2 separate regions of the Sus scrofa genome follow, and region 1 is linked to region 2. Evidence: chromatin contacts called from public HiChIP or PLAC-seq data. All regions are on one chromosome and are shown on one strand. The core of a region is the stretch at or near the end of the contact, and the rest is flanking DNA. Distances in the headings are between cores, read along the strand shown.

Region 1 (6,963 bases), core at 175-2,674, 150 kb before region 2:
TTCTCTGCAGTTCTCTATGTGATAGAAGTTCAAATCTACCTGTAGCTTTGCTGACTGTTGAGCCTGGAGAATATTTTGAGAACTGAAGTCCTCCTGTTTTGTTTGTCAATGTCCAGTTCCTCCTAACCCATGAATTGCCCGGTTTCTTTCTATGTGGATGAATTATTTTCTGCTTTCTTGTTCTCCCGTACTAAAACCTGAGAGACACAGCTGCTGCATATATGCCGCATGTCCCATTGACCTCTTATTTTCCTGATTCAGATATGTCTTCGACAAGAATTTTCCTTCTTCCTAGTTCTTTTCTTTGAAGTTTCAAGCAGGGTGACCAACTTGTGCTGGCTTGCCTCTGGAATTCTTTTCCCATCCTGTGCCCTGGGAACCCCTGGGTTCCAGATAAAACCGGACAGTTTGCGATGCTAGCTTTAGGGTCTGAGTAAAAGTTAACTTACGATGAAATTCAGATTAGGGCCAACCACTGCAGCGGGCTTCCTTCGCAGTGGCACACTTATTACACATTCGTTGATTAATTCACTCATTCATCCAGCAGACATGCATGTGTTAAGTAAAACTCGACTCCCTTGGCCATTCCAAACCTATCTACGTGACTCTTAATGTTCTCACCTTTCACCAAAGTTTGGTTTGGTTTTGGTTTTTTTGCCACGCCAGCAGCAGGTGGAAGTTCCCAGGCCAGGGAACTTCCAGAACCCAAGCCACTGCTGTAACAATACGGCATTCTTAACCCACTGCACCACAGGAGAACTCTTGGTGCCAATGATTTGTTATATATCTTCTAAGGCCCGCAGTGCTGAACAGAGCATCTAATCTGAACAGACGCTTCATTAGTGATTATTCCATGAAAGAAGAGAAATGAAGGCCCCCCCACTTCCCCCTTGAGGCTCCACTTCTCTGTGGCCCTAAATCGTATATCTTCAGTCTAGAATCTTACCAGCCTCTGCCTGATGCTGAACAATCTCTTAGGCAGGAGTAGCAAAGGCGACATCGTAATGCCCCACGGGGCCTTGGCCCTGGTGGAGACGACAGTGTCCAACATTTTTAGAACCTGCCGCAAATTTCCAAAATTCCTTGTTACCCTTCCAAGAATAAAATCTCCCCAAATTTGTGTTCCGTGAGGTTTACATTTATATTTATCAGAGGCTAGTGTTTAGGAAGGACTCAGAACTTCAGGAGCAGGCTGAGTTCCACCCCAGACCCTCAACGGTTCCGAAGAGGAGGCAGTGGGAGCGGGAGGGAGGAATTCGCCTGTGAGGTTGTCCTCTATTCCCAAATAAGTTCCGTCTCTCTTTCCCAGCCAGACTCTCTATAAAAGGGAAAACTGGACAACAGGCAGTGGGAAAGGAGCTCGTCCTGGCAACTTTCTGTGAAACGCGTACACCACGCTGTTTACAAATTCCTGCAGCTAGCCCCGGAGTCCAAATGTAGACAACTCTGTTTATGTAACTAAAATAGATGCTTATACCGTGTGATTAAGGTGGCTACTGGGAGTTGGGCCATGGTCGGGAGACCTTGGCTGCAGCTGAGGCCAGAGGCGAGTGCAGGGCACAGAATCCCCTGGGACCCTGGGCAGGTATGAGTCTTTTTTTTTTTAGAGACTAGCTTTTGGGTCTAGAACTCTCCCAGGGACGGCACATCCAAGAGGCAGGGGAGAAGCCAGAACCTGGCATCCGTGGCTGGCTGTCTATCCCAGGGGATGGAGCTCTTCCTTGAAGAGGGATCAGCCCAGCACCCTCCCTCTCAGCCAGCTCCCTTCTCAGCACAGTGCTTGGACTGAAGCCCCCATCCTGCACCAACAGAAGACTTGTTCCAACATATGTTTCCAATCAGCCACCCACTTGCTTGGGTCAGTAAGGAGGCTCAAATGTTTTGGGGTAAGGAGACATACAGCCCAATAGAACATTCCCTCCAAACCCTGGTCTCAAACTCACCATGTCCTTCCTACCTCTGGACCCCCCCAGCGTCATGACCAGAATGGCTTCCTTCACAAGACCCATTCGAGTCTCATTTCCTCTCCAGATGTGCTCCACTTCTCCCACAGGAAGAGGTTTGCTCCCCGCTGCAGAAAGAGATGACCCATCTCCAGGTCCATCCACCCCACTCCTAGGAGAGCTCCTTGGGGTCAGGGTCTTGGTCTCAGCATCTTGATACCAGCCTTGACCCTGGCACAGAGTCCACCATGGGCACTCATGTTGGTAAGTGGTTTGTCTTGCTGAGTCTGGGGAAGGCAGCACTGATGGGCCGTAGGATGTGAGCAGGAGAAACAGTGCTGGGAATTCTTCTTCAATGCACCCCATCAGCTCCCCACATCCTGAAGGTGGAGGCCCTGTTCTCATGGCTCATGGGCCAGGCATGGCCACCCCGTTGCCCCCTGCAGCTCACCTGGGTGCCAGACTCTCCATCGCTCTCCTCTGGGTTCCAGTCTCTGTAGACCACAGTTGTTGGAAGGAGCCAGGAGCCTTGGGGGACTTGGCACGTCATTTCCTCTCCTAAGACCTGCTGTCCCACCAACTGGATCCACTCTCTGCCTTGTGCTACTCACGGCTCAGCCCTCTGCTTAAAAACTGCACCTCCCTAAGGTCTAGCTCATGTTTCCTCATATGTTTGCACCATAGAGGGGTTAGGGGAGGGGCTGCCATAGCATCTCAGGTGTGCACACTCCCCTTTGAGAGGAGGAGCAGGGCCCTATCTCTGGCACATGCCCGTCCAGTCCTGGCCATGTGGTATGTGGGCAGGAAATCCATCTTTCTCTCCACCATCATCCCAATGCCAAGCCCATTGCCTGGCTTACTAAGAACAAACGTACACATGAGCTGATGAATCGATACGCTGATTAATCAACCGAAGGAGGCCTGAAGCACCTTTGGGGAGAGAGCCTTAAGCAACCGGAATCCAGGTCACCTGGAGGCAAGATCAAACTGGAACTTGCCCGTGGCCACCAGTGCTTCTGGGGAAGAAAGGGTAGCTGTCCTCTGTATGAATGAACAGGCTCTTACACGGCAATGGGTCAGCGGAGGAAAGGTGACGGAAAAACCCTCACAGTTGTCGAAAATGTCATTTTATCTTTTCCTTTGGACAAAATAAACACAAGCTCTCTTCACTGAGTCCTTAAGGGGAAGTGGGTGGCTGTGGCTCGTCGTGGGAGGAAGACAGGCTCTTGACCGTCAACATCTCTGATCTCAGAGGCAGACTCAAGGAGAAGGAGGCCCCACTGAAGTCACACTTGGATGCCAGACTCGCTGCGCAAGGGAGGGCGCTGCGGCTGCCAGGACCAGCCCAGGCACACAGGGGGGGCATTCACAGCCTCGTGGCCACAGCCCCTCCCGTCTGCCCTGTGCACCCCAGCAGCAAACAGAACTCTCTGTCTCAGTGCCGGAGTCAAGCCTGCACAGAATTAACTGTAATAATTGGCAGGTGGGCCGCTGGCTTCTGGGTTTCAATTCACCAGGGGCTCATGAAAAGGGAAGAAAGAAAAGTGATGCTGTGCTGTAGCCAGTATTTAGCTGGGGCTCGGAGAAGTTTCAGCTTTCCATGACAAGAAACAAACTGTGTGGCTGCAGCTGCCCTGGGCAAACAAGGGCTCCAGGACGGCCTTGGAGAGAGAGGCCCTGGCTGGCCATGATCACTTTGCTCCTTGGGGAAAGAGGAGGAAATAGGCCTTGACCTGCTGCCCTTCTCAGAAGCACAGATAATGGAGAAGAAAGGAGTCTTTCTGGGAGGTTTTTTCCTTGGATGGAAGGGAGTGATCATCACCCCCCAACATTTTTCCATGGCAGGAAGGCCCTCGAAACACTTCGCAAGAGTACCTGCAATAAGGATGTTTGTCCCAGCCCACAGCTGAGCCACCATTCACCAGCCTCCACTGTACTTCTGATCTTTGCCCACTGCAGACATCACTAATCAACAGCACTTATATTTTCTCCTGAGCCTTAGATATGGACTCAGCATCCTTCTCAACACTGTACTCGTGAAGCCACTAAAAATTAATAGGAGTTGGCATGAAAGCCAAAAAATATTTGCCACATCTCTTTTAGTAACTCTGAAGAGGCCAAAGTTACAATCTCACCAAAATTTCTGCAAAGACAGGAGTGCGGCGAAGTCCTATGACGGAGCTGTGGCTTTGCTGCCAGTTACAGCCCCAGCTGGGGATCCTTCGCATTGCTCTCCAGAGAGGGGGCTCTGATGATGACCCTCAGGGAGGGGGACGCTGGGCAGGATTTCACTGGAGACCCATGTACAGCGGCCCAGGCCTGGGGCAGCCAACGCCAAGGGCATGTCTTTTCTGTTCATGGCACCTGCATCCGGGGCTAGTCCTTCTCCTGGAGCTTTTGCCTCCAATCAGCTACAGAGGGACAGAGCAGCCGCCATCCCGAAGTGCTTTCTTGGGGACGGCTGCCCCGTCGGCAGGGACGCTGGCCATGCGCGTCTCCCTTGCTCTTTCTCAGCAGGATGGTTTGCTCCCCTTTTCACTGGAAGCTAGTGGATAGTGCTGGGGTGGGGGGACTGGCTGCCAGGGCTGGGAAACATTGAAGAAGCGGCTTCCCTTGGGGTCAAGTCCACATTCTTCCCAGGGGAGAATGTCCTTAGTTCAGGGCCCAGGTGACACCAACTCTGCTTTCAAGGATGGCCATCCTTGGGTGTCCTTCCAGTGGGCTTTGGGACCAGGTCTCCTAAGTTCCTTTCCCCGGTCCTATTGTTAAGCACATGAAAGATCAAAGCCTGAAGCACCTACAAGGGTGCTTTGCTCTTCTCAGCCTAAGGCTGGGAGGAGCTGCCTCAGCCATCGCAAGTTGCAAGTCGAGTGCTGTGTCCTGGGCACTGGCCTACTTCTCCAAAAAGGAGGGAGACCTGGGCAGCCCCTCCCTCTCCCCCACCTCGAGGTGTGGTGGCAGGGCCACTGCTTGGGGTCTCAGATGGCCACTTCAGCTCTCTAAATCGGCTTTCTCCCCTGCAAAATGGGAATAATGACACCACCTCCTAGGATCGCTCTGAGAGCAGAATGAGATAGTTCTATGTATAAACTAAAATTTATTTCTTTATATTTTTTTAAATTACAGAGGAGTTCCCATTGTGGCACAGCAGAAACGGGAACACGGCTAATATCCATGAGGATGCGGGTTAATCCCTGGCCTCACTCATTGGGTCAAGGATCTGGCATTGTGGTGAGCTGTGGTGTAGGTCACAGATACAGCTTGGCTCCTGCACTGCTGTGGCTGTGGCTGTGGTGTAGGCCAGCAGCTGCAGCCATGATTCAACCCATTCCCTGGGAACTTCCATATGCTTTGGGTGCAGCCCTAAAAAAAGGCAAAAAAAAAAAAAAATTACAGTGGGTTAAAGCATCCAGTGTTTCCTCAGCTGTGGCATAGGTTTCAGCTGCCACTCAGATTCACTCCCTGGCATGGGAACTCCTATCTGCCATGGGTGTAGTCATAAAAAATAAAATAAAGTTGATTTACAATGCTGTGCTAATTTCTACTGTACAGTAAAGTGACTTGATACACATATACACAGTCTTTATGTATGTACACATTCTTTGCATAAGTATATATGCGCCTTCTATACACACACACACACACACACACACTTTTCCATCGTGGTTTATTCTAGGAAATTGGATAGAGTTCCCTGTGTCATACAGTAGGACCTCCTTGTCTATCCATTCTAAATGTAATAGTTTATATCTATTAACCCCCAGCTCCCAGTCCATCCCTGTCCCTCCTCCTTGGCCACAAGTCTCTCCTCTATGTCCGTGAGTCTGTTTCTCTTTTGCAGATAGGTCTATTCATGCCATATTTTAGATTCCGTACAAGTGTTATCACGTGTTGTCTTTCTCTTTCCGACTTACTTACTATACTAATCTCTAGCTGCATCCACGTTGCTGTAAATGACATTATTTCATCCTTTTTCATGGCTGAGTTAGCCTACGTAAAATGCCCAGCGTGCAGGAAGCACCCAACAGAAACAGACTATTATCAGTGCGGGTAGATATTTCAGTCATAGCACCATTCCTATGGATTTTTAAAAATTGTGGTAAAATACACGTAACAAAAATGTACTCTTTTTCAGTGTATAATTCAGTGGCATTAAGTATCTTCATAATGTTTGCTCCCATCACCATGATCTGGTCCCTGGACTTTTTCATTACCACAAAAGGAAATGTACCACCCTGTACCCATTAAGCTGGCCCTCTCCATCCCTCCGTCCCACACCCAGCCCCTGGCAACCTCTGATCTGCTCTCTGTGTCTATGGATTTGCCTACTCTGGTTATTTCAGATGAGACTGGGCTTGTTCAGGGACTACTCTGGTTATTTAAATGAATAGAATCATACAATATGTGTCTTGTTTCTTCCTTTACACAATGTTTTCAAGGTTCATTCATGCTGTAACATATATGGGTATGTCATTTTATTTTATTTTTTAGGGCTACATGTGCAGCATGTGGAGGTTCCCAGGCTAGGGTTGAATAAGAGCTATAGCTGCCAGCCTACACCACAGCCACAGCAAAGCCAGATCTGAGCCATGTCTGTGACCTACACTGCAGTTCACAGCAACACTGGATCCTTAAACCACTGAGCAGAGCCAAGGATCAAACCTGTATCCTTATGGATACCTGTTGGGTTCTTAACCTGCTGAGCCACAATGGAAACTCCTGACGTTTCATTCTTTTTTTGTGGCTAAATAGTATTCCATGGTATGGATATATTATATTTTGTTACTCTCTTCATCTGTTGATTGACTTTTGGGTTCTTTCAACATTTGGGCCCTTATGTTATGAATATTTGTGAACACGGTTTTGTTTGAATGCTTGTTTTCATTTTGGGGGTTATATACATGGGAGTGGAATTGTTGGGTCATGTGTAGCTCTATATTTAACTTATTCAAACACTCCTAATTGTTTTCAGCAGTGGCTGCACCATTTTACATTTTAATCATCAGTGCATGAGGATTAT
Region 2 (7,480 bases), core at 3,312-5,811:
TATGATTCAAACTCTGGAATCCAAAAAAATAAATGGTTGAGAATTTCATCTACATAGAAATCAAAAACTTCTGCATGGCAGGAACCAAACTAATTTTTAAAAACAGCCAAAGTCAACAAGAATAAGACAAAATGAGAGCTGTATATAATTCATATTAAAAGGGGCTACTTTTCCCAATACTGTGTAAGAGCTCCTGCAAATTGATGAGAATCAAGACAAAACAAAAAACAATACAAGGATGTGCATGTGTATGGACAGTTTACAGGGAAATATCGCTGGTTTTTAAGCGTATGAAAATATACTCAATGTCAATCATAATAAGAAATGTACAAATTAAAACCATATTGATTATTTTAAAATTTACCAGAAATGGCAAAAATCCAAAGTTTGAAAACCAACTCTGTTGGTGGGCTGCGGAAAGGCAGGCACAGTCCCTCCCTCCTACATTGCTCCCCCAAGTAGAAATTGACACATCTCCCAGAGGGAGATTTGGCAATATCTGCATTACAGACGCATTTGTCCTCTTTTTTTGTTGTTGTTTGGTTTTTAGGGCTGCACCAGTGGCATATGGAAGTTCCCCAGCTAGGGGTCGGATCAGAGCTACAGGTGCCACCCTACGCCACAGCCACACCAAGGCAGGATCCAAGCCACATCTGCGACCTACACCATGGCTCATGGCAACCCATGATCCCCTGACCCACTGAGTGAGGCCAGGGATTGAACCTGCACCCTCACGGACTCTACTCGGATTGTTTCTGCTGCATCACAACGGGGAACTCCCTGCATTTACCCTTCGACTCAGCCATTTAACTTTTAGGAATTAACCTACTGCATAAACTTAATCGTGCGCTCCATGAAGAACTACAAAGTCATCCACGGCAACATGGTTTGAAAGCCAAAGATTACAACACCTTAAATGTCCATCTATAGGGAAGTCTTTGGGCACAGTTTGGACAGAAACCATCAGTAGAGACGATTGATGACATGCTTTAGGTACCACTATGGGAAGATCGCTGTCATATTGTTAACTTGAAACAAGATCCAGAACGCTGGATCAAGCAAGCGGAAAAAATAATTGGGGGGGGCTATATATTCAATTTGTGTGTATGTGCAAAAAGAAGGGGAAAAAAATCTCTAGAAAGATAAACAGTAACAGTGGCTACCTTTGGGGGGCGGAGGAGTAAGAACAAAGCAGAAGGGAAAGTCCGCTTTCCACTGTGTAATGGTTTATAATTGCTGATTTTCTGAACCATATGTTATATTACTTATTCAAAACGCTAAATAAATAAAACATCTAGCTAAGAGAAGGAAGTAGGGGACAATGGCCCCTCTCTCTGCCCCTGGCCCCGGGAGCAGCAGAGCGCCTGCTGAGCTGAGCAGTGAGCATGCGCGGTTGTCTTGGTTTCACAGAGCCCGCGGGGTGGGGGTGAGGGGGGCGTGGCTGAGTCTCTGAAGGTTCCAGGACTTGCTCAGGCCTGTGCAAGGAGGTCAAGGGTGATTGTAGAGCTGGATGCCCAGGGCGGGGACTCGCTGAAGTGATGAATCCTGTGGTTTTAGAATGGAGTCCCTGACCACCAGGCAAAGGAGGCGCAAGTACCTGTGAGGGGCCACCGCGGCCGCATTCTAGAGCGGCTGGGAGGGAGCCCTGGGCCAGCTGGCCAGTTCTGCAAAGAGTTCTGAGGAGCGAGGCATTGTGGGATTTTCAAAACTGGCCTCATCAAATTTCTCTATTTCCCCCCCCACCCCATTGCCCTTCTCACGTCGTGAGAGGCCTCGACAAGATTACAAAAGCAAGGAGGGTGGGGGGAGGCAGAGACTTGGAAAGGAGACAGGCCTGTCAGCAGAATGCAGCTGCCCCCAGGCCCTTGGCCCAGGACCCGGGACTGGCCTAGTTAAAGACGGGAGGGCCGCAGCCCAGACACCTGATTCCATTTTGTGATTTCCTCAGGGAGGAGTCCATCCATCCAGCAACGGGGGAAGTCATTTACTTCTTTGTGAGGCTTTTTCTTTCCACGTGGAGGACTGTCTAAGCAGCCCAACCGCAGGCTGGCAACACTGGCCTGCAAGTGAGGGGCTGCCAGGGGCTGCAGGCCACCCCCACCCACCCACCCACCGGGAGAAGAGGGCCCCTTTCTGCTTCTCAACTTCTGGCACTGCCTGGGTCCACCGGCTATCACGATGGGCCCCAGCTTAGATCCCAGCACAATCCCAGGTTGCTCCTAGGATTCTCAGAGCTCCCCAGTTTCCTCCTGTTTTCAGAGCCCCCTCCTTGCAATTTAGTGAGTATGAGCAACTGCGTTATAGCTAAACCACATTCCCAATAAGACTGTGGCCTCCTGGAACCCGGGATCTGCATTCTACTTCCTTCTATTCTCCAAAGCCCCCAGCACACGCTCGAACACAGCAAAGCTTTTGATAAAGGCTTGCCGGCGGCTTCTCGGAGTCCAAAGTTGCATTGCAGTCATAAGACCCAAGGGGGAGCCTCAGCAGTGCTGTCCAGTGACCATCCAGAACCCTCACCGCAGAAGCCAGGGCCCTTCAAAGCCCATCAAGCTTTTCCTAACCCCTGCTCCCCATCTCACTTCGCCAGCCCCTAATCCCACCCTCATCACCCACTCCCCTCCAGCAATAGTGCCTGCTCCTCCAACAGGGAGAACCACAGTCCCACCTCAGGGCCTTTGCACTCTCTGCCCTCGCCCCCCACACACATCTGGAATGTTCTTTCCCCAGAAATCCACAGGGCTCACCCCCTCACCTCCTTGTCATCTGCTCCAAGACCACCTTCTCAATGAGGCTCTTTCTCCTGGCCCTATTCAAAATCACCCCCCATCCTTCTCTCCTGCTGTTTTTTCATCACTTATCACCACTTGAAATACTCTTGCTTTCTTATTTATCATCTGTCTCCCCTAAGACAGTAGGATCTTCCCAAAGGCAGGGATTGTTGTGTTGTCTTCAGTGCTGTATCCCTGGGCCCATAAGAGCTGTTCAATAAATATTTATCGACTACCTTAATACATGTAGCCATATATTAATGTAGCAGTGACTCTTGGTCTAAGTTAATTCAACTTAACCATGTCTATTGTTTATGCATGCGGATAAAAAAACACTTCCATAGATTCCTTAACAAACAGTCTTAGAGACATAATTCCATTGTCTTTTGTCTCATTTCGTTGTCTCAGGAATTGTTATTATATGGATTTTTACAGAGGTTAAAAACTAAGACTCAGGGAACTGTGGGAGCTTTTCCAGAATCTTCAGCAGGTCGCTAGCAGAACTAGGGCAGCCAGGGTTTCCTGTCTTCTTAACCTCAGCTCAGCTCACCTATTTCAGGCCCAGGACGGCCCTTTCTTAGCCTTCTGTCCTACGGGGTCCTCCCGAAGCCTCATACTTGTCTTTATTTTCTCCTTTCCCCTCCCACAGGGCTGAGGCCCACGATCCCGCTCCCCGTTCCAATCTCAGGAGAAGCTTTTGTGATGTCTTCTGGCAGAGGCGCTCAGAGGCAAGGTTGCATTCTGATTTTTGGACTGTGTTCACTAGGCTCTTTTACACTGCGAGGAGCAGAAACAGGCCTGGAATCCTTGAAATCATGAGGATTTATTGCAGGGCTTCACGTGGAGTTAAGATAGCGATCTCTTAACACAGCCCAGCTTAGTAGAAACGCTAGAAACGCTATGGCCTGCGCAGCAGCCTCACTCCGGGGACTGGAACTCAGGCTCCCCGCTCCTCCCCCTTCTTTGCCTGGCTAGCTCCTATCCTTCCATCTCGGATCAGGATCCCCTCCTCCGCGCAATGGCAGACGGAGCAAGATGTGCCTCCCTGGAATTTTCTGTGCGTCTCTGGATCAGGGCACGGATCCTATTACCTTAGGTTCCTCTGCAGCTCTGGGTCTCCAGGCTCCCTTATTATATATACACACACCTTTGCCGATTCCTAAACCCTTCGCTCTCTAGGACCCACCAGCCACTTCCAAAGGGGTGCCAGTAGTTCCTGGTGGATGGATCTAGAAAGGTGGTCGATTCATTCATTCTCCGCATACTTATTGGGTTGTAAAGCCCTGACGAGGAACCCGAGGGGCGATTGCAGGCAGGACTTAATGGCTTCGGTGGGCAAGGCGGGGGCTGGGGACGGTGGCTGATATCACACACACCCCCAGCACACTCTTCACCAGAGGGGGAAATGCCACCACAGGGCTCCCCCCAATACACACACACCCTCGCCAGCCTCTCTTTGATTTGCTGACAGCTCCTCTCGCAGAGAGGTGGGGGTAACTTGAGAGAAAACAAAAACAAAAACAAAAACAGCTCCTGCACGGTGACTGGCCTGAAAGTGCCCCGAAACTGGGCGGCTTTGGAGGGGCTCCCGAAGCAGCGGGCCCGGCCCAAGACCCAGGGACGTGGGGACCCAGAGACCCGGGGATGCAGGATGCTGAGCGCGCGCCGCCGCCAGGGGCCGCGGCAGCCGCCCGCCCGGCGCATGGAATTTTCCACCGCCCGGCCGAGCTTGCACAATTGCGTCTCATTGGCCGAGCGGGGGTGTCTGTCCCCGCTTGGGGACGGAGATTAGATTAGCCTGGGAGCCCTCCTCAGTGGGCTTGGCAGGGTTCTGATTAATCAGGTCAGCGGGGCCAGGGAGGGGAGTCGAGGGAGGGTGGGAGGGGGGAGCCGGCGTCTGTTTTCAAACCCAGCTAAGCTCCAGCCTTTGGATGTCACCTTTCTACACAGAAAATGCTCCAGTGAGCCGGGAAAGGGCGAGGGAGATTAGAATTTGCCTCTTCATAGTAAAATTCCCTTAGAAACCACTGGAAAATAAGATTCCCAATGCCCAAGTCCTGCTGCCTCCGCATCCCGAATTCGCCCGCCAACACCCACTCCCCCTTTAGTCTCCGTCTGGCCCTGGCATTTAACCCTTTGAGCAGCCATGCCGCCAAGAGTTTCTCTTTGGACAGTGATTGGCACAGGCTTCTCCATCGAATCGGAACTTCAGAACCGAATCCGTTTCCACGCACTCCCCTCCCCCCCAGGGTCAATCCAAAAATGCAGACAGTTAAAACCAGAAATAGGGAAAAGTGGCTCTTTTCTGACGGTTGGAGAATCAGCACGAACTTCATACCCTGACGTTAAATGTGCAGCGAGCCTTGAGAGACCGTCGCTGTGCTCAGATAGATTGTCTGCATAATGGGATTTATGTGTGAGCAACTCCTGTTGATTTATGATTAAAATACTCCCCTTGTTTTGTTCTCTGCTGAAGTTTCTGGCGTTAGGAAGTTCCTTTCTGAGAGTTACTGTTGAAGCTGCCACAAAGGCCAGCTCGCTCCCTTGGGGGATGTTTGGCGAGTGAATGAATGATGTTCCCCTCAGGTCAGGGTCCTTAGAATGACAGCAGTATTAGCTTCTGGGTCCTAGTGCCGGCTGTGTCACTTACTAGTCATGTGACCTTAGACAACTCAATTTCCTTGAGCCTCAGATTCCTTACTTTTAAAAATGGGGTTATGGGGTTCCCTGGTGGCTCAGCAGGTTGAGGATCTGGCGTCTCGCAGGAGTTCCGTCCCTGGCCCTGGGATCTTCTGCATGGGTATGGCTGAGAAAAAAAAAATGGTGTTAATACGTTTCTCAAAAGTTAGGTGGAGAATTACCTTGTGACCCAGCTACTCCACTCCCAGGTGTACATTGAAAAGAATTGAAAATGGGTACTCCAAACAGATGCTTGTACGGGAATGTTTATTACAGCATTAGTCACAGTAGCCAAAATGTGGAAATAACCCGTGTCCATCAACAGATGATCAGATAAATAAAATATGGGAGCATATCCATACAATGAAATATTACTCTGGCATAAAAAGCAATGATGTTCAGATGCAAACTATTACATTTAGAATGGAGAACAATGAGGTCTTATTGTATAGCACAGGGAACTATATCCAGGCTTTTGGGGTAGTTCATGATAGAAGATAACAGAAAATAAAGGAATGTGTGTGTATACACACACATATTATACACACACACATATATATGTATAACTGGGTTACTTTGCTGTACAGCAGAAAGTGGCACAACATTGTAAATCAACTATAACAAGAAAATAACTTTTTTTAAAAAAGGGATTATGTACACTCAATAACATGGATAAACCTTGAAAACATTTCGCCAAGTGAAAGAAGACAGACACAAAAGGACATGCACTGTATGATTCCACTTCTATGACACATCCAGAAGTGGTCAGACAGGAAGCAGTTGGGGGTGGCCAGGGGCTGGGAGAATGAGTTAGGGACTAACAGCTTAATGAGCATGGGATATTTTGGGGGGAGGGGGTGGGGAGGGGGGGCATGCGCAGAGTGATGAAAATGTTTTGGAACTAAAAAAAGGTGGTGGTTGTGTGGACCAAAAAAAAAAAAAGGTTGCCTGCCATTTCAGTAAACAAAGAATATTCCATGCTATTCTGGTAAACTATTCTTGATGCCAGGCACCAAACCATCAGCCACTGCAGTCACCCCAGGGCATTCAGTTTGAAGAAAAACAGGATACTGGCCCTAGATTGTTAAGATGCATATCAAAGGATTAATTCTGATGAGCCCAGACTGTTGCATCTTCCCATATATAGGAAAGCACTAAAATCATTAACTTGCGATGTCTGGTTTTGGTGATTAGCAGTCATCTTTTGATGCCCCACTACATATGTTTTTTCTTTTTTTTTTTTCCAGTAACAACTGCTAAATATCCCGGCTCCTCCCCCGCCTCTTCAGGACAGTTCCTCTGAGCCATCTGAGAGGCTGTGTCCCGGTCATCAGTAGGATCCTTAAATAAATCAAAACTTGCAACTTTTAGGTTGTACAATTTTTGTTTTCCAGTCGATAGTTGCACAGCCTTGTGAATGTGCTAAATGCCACTGCAGTGTTTTCTTTCAAATGGTTAGTTTTACGTTATAGGAATGTCACCTCAATACAAAAAGATGTCATGAGGCTAACCTACAAATGCCTGTTGTCCATAATTAGGACATCTCTGGAGAGATATTCGAGCAACTTAAACACCTCATTCCTCGCCTCCCTCTACCTTAGGCCCTGGGCCATGTGGATCCTTGAGAATAGGGCACTTGGTGGTGTGACCTAAGCCCCAGCCCGGGAGCCTCCACAATGGTCTGTCCTGCAGGCAAGAGAGCCTCAAGGGACCATGGAAACCACTGAAAAGCTAGTCGATGCTGGAGAGGGTGTGAGAAGAGGGAAACCTTCTGCACTGTTAGGAATGTCAATTGGTGCAATCGCTATGGAGAACAGTATGGAGGTTTTTAAAAAAACTAAAAATCGAGTTACTGTATGATCCAGCAATCCCACTCCTGGGCATTTATCCAGAGAAAACTCTAGTTTGATAAGATAGAGGCACCCCAGTATTCATTGCAGCACTATTTACAATAGCCAAAATAAGGGAGCAGCCCAAATGTCCATCTGCAGAGGACTAGATAAAGATGTAGTACATGTGTACCGTGGAAT

What was found. HiChIP or PLAC-seq counts read pairs in DNA pulled down with a chosen protein or histone mark.
Region 1: a contact with region 2 is called in an H3K27ac HiChIP or PLAC-seq map of skeletal muscle, with 9 times the contacts expected there. The contact joins two enhancer-like sites. A contact is called at or near these places in 14 of 47 Hi-C or Micro-C datasets (alveolar macrophages, brain, embryonic fibroblasts and 9 more) and 1 of 2 datasets of contacts at active chromatin or transcription factors (skeletal muscle).

Annotation. Positions count from the first base shown.
Region 1 is chr13:197,954,517-197,961,479 of Sscrofa11.1, reverse strand. No RefSeq gene overlaps it. Among named protein-coding and RNA genes, the nearest start is that of KCNE2, 22 kb to the left of the region's middle. Within about 2 kb of position 1,424, at least 12 of the 83 cell types and tissues checked have an H3K27ac peak or open chromatin away from gene starts, as enhancers often do. A contact at or near this core is called in retroperitoneal adipose tissue, skeletal muscle and subcutaneous adipose tissue, where this site is marked.
Region 2 is chr13:197,809,757-197,817,236 of Sscrofa11.1, reverse strand. No RefSeq gene overlaps it. Among named protein-coding and RNA genes, the nearest start is that of SLC5A3, 120 kb to the right of the region's middle. Within about 2 kb of position 4,561, at least 52 of the 83 cell types and tissues checked have an H3K27ac peak or open chromatin away from gene starts, as enhancers often do. A contact at or near this core is called in retroperitoneal adipose tissue, skeletal muscle and subcutaneous adipose tissue, where this site is marked.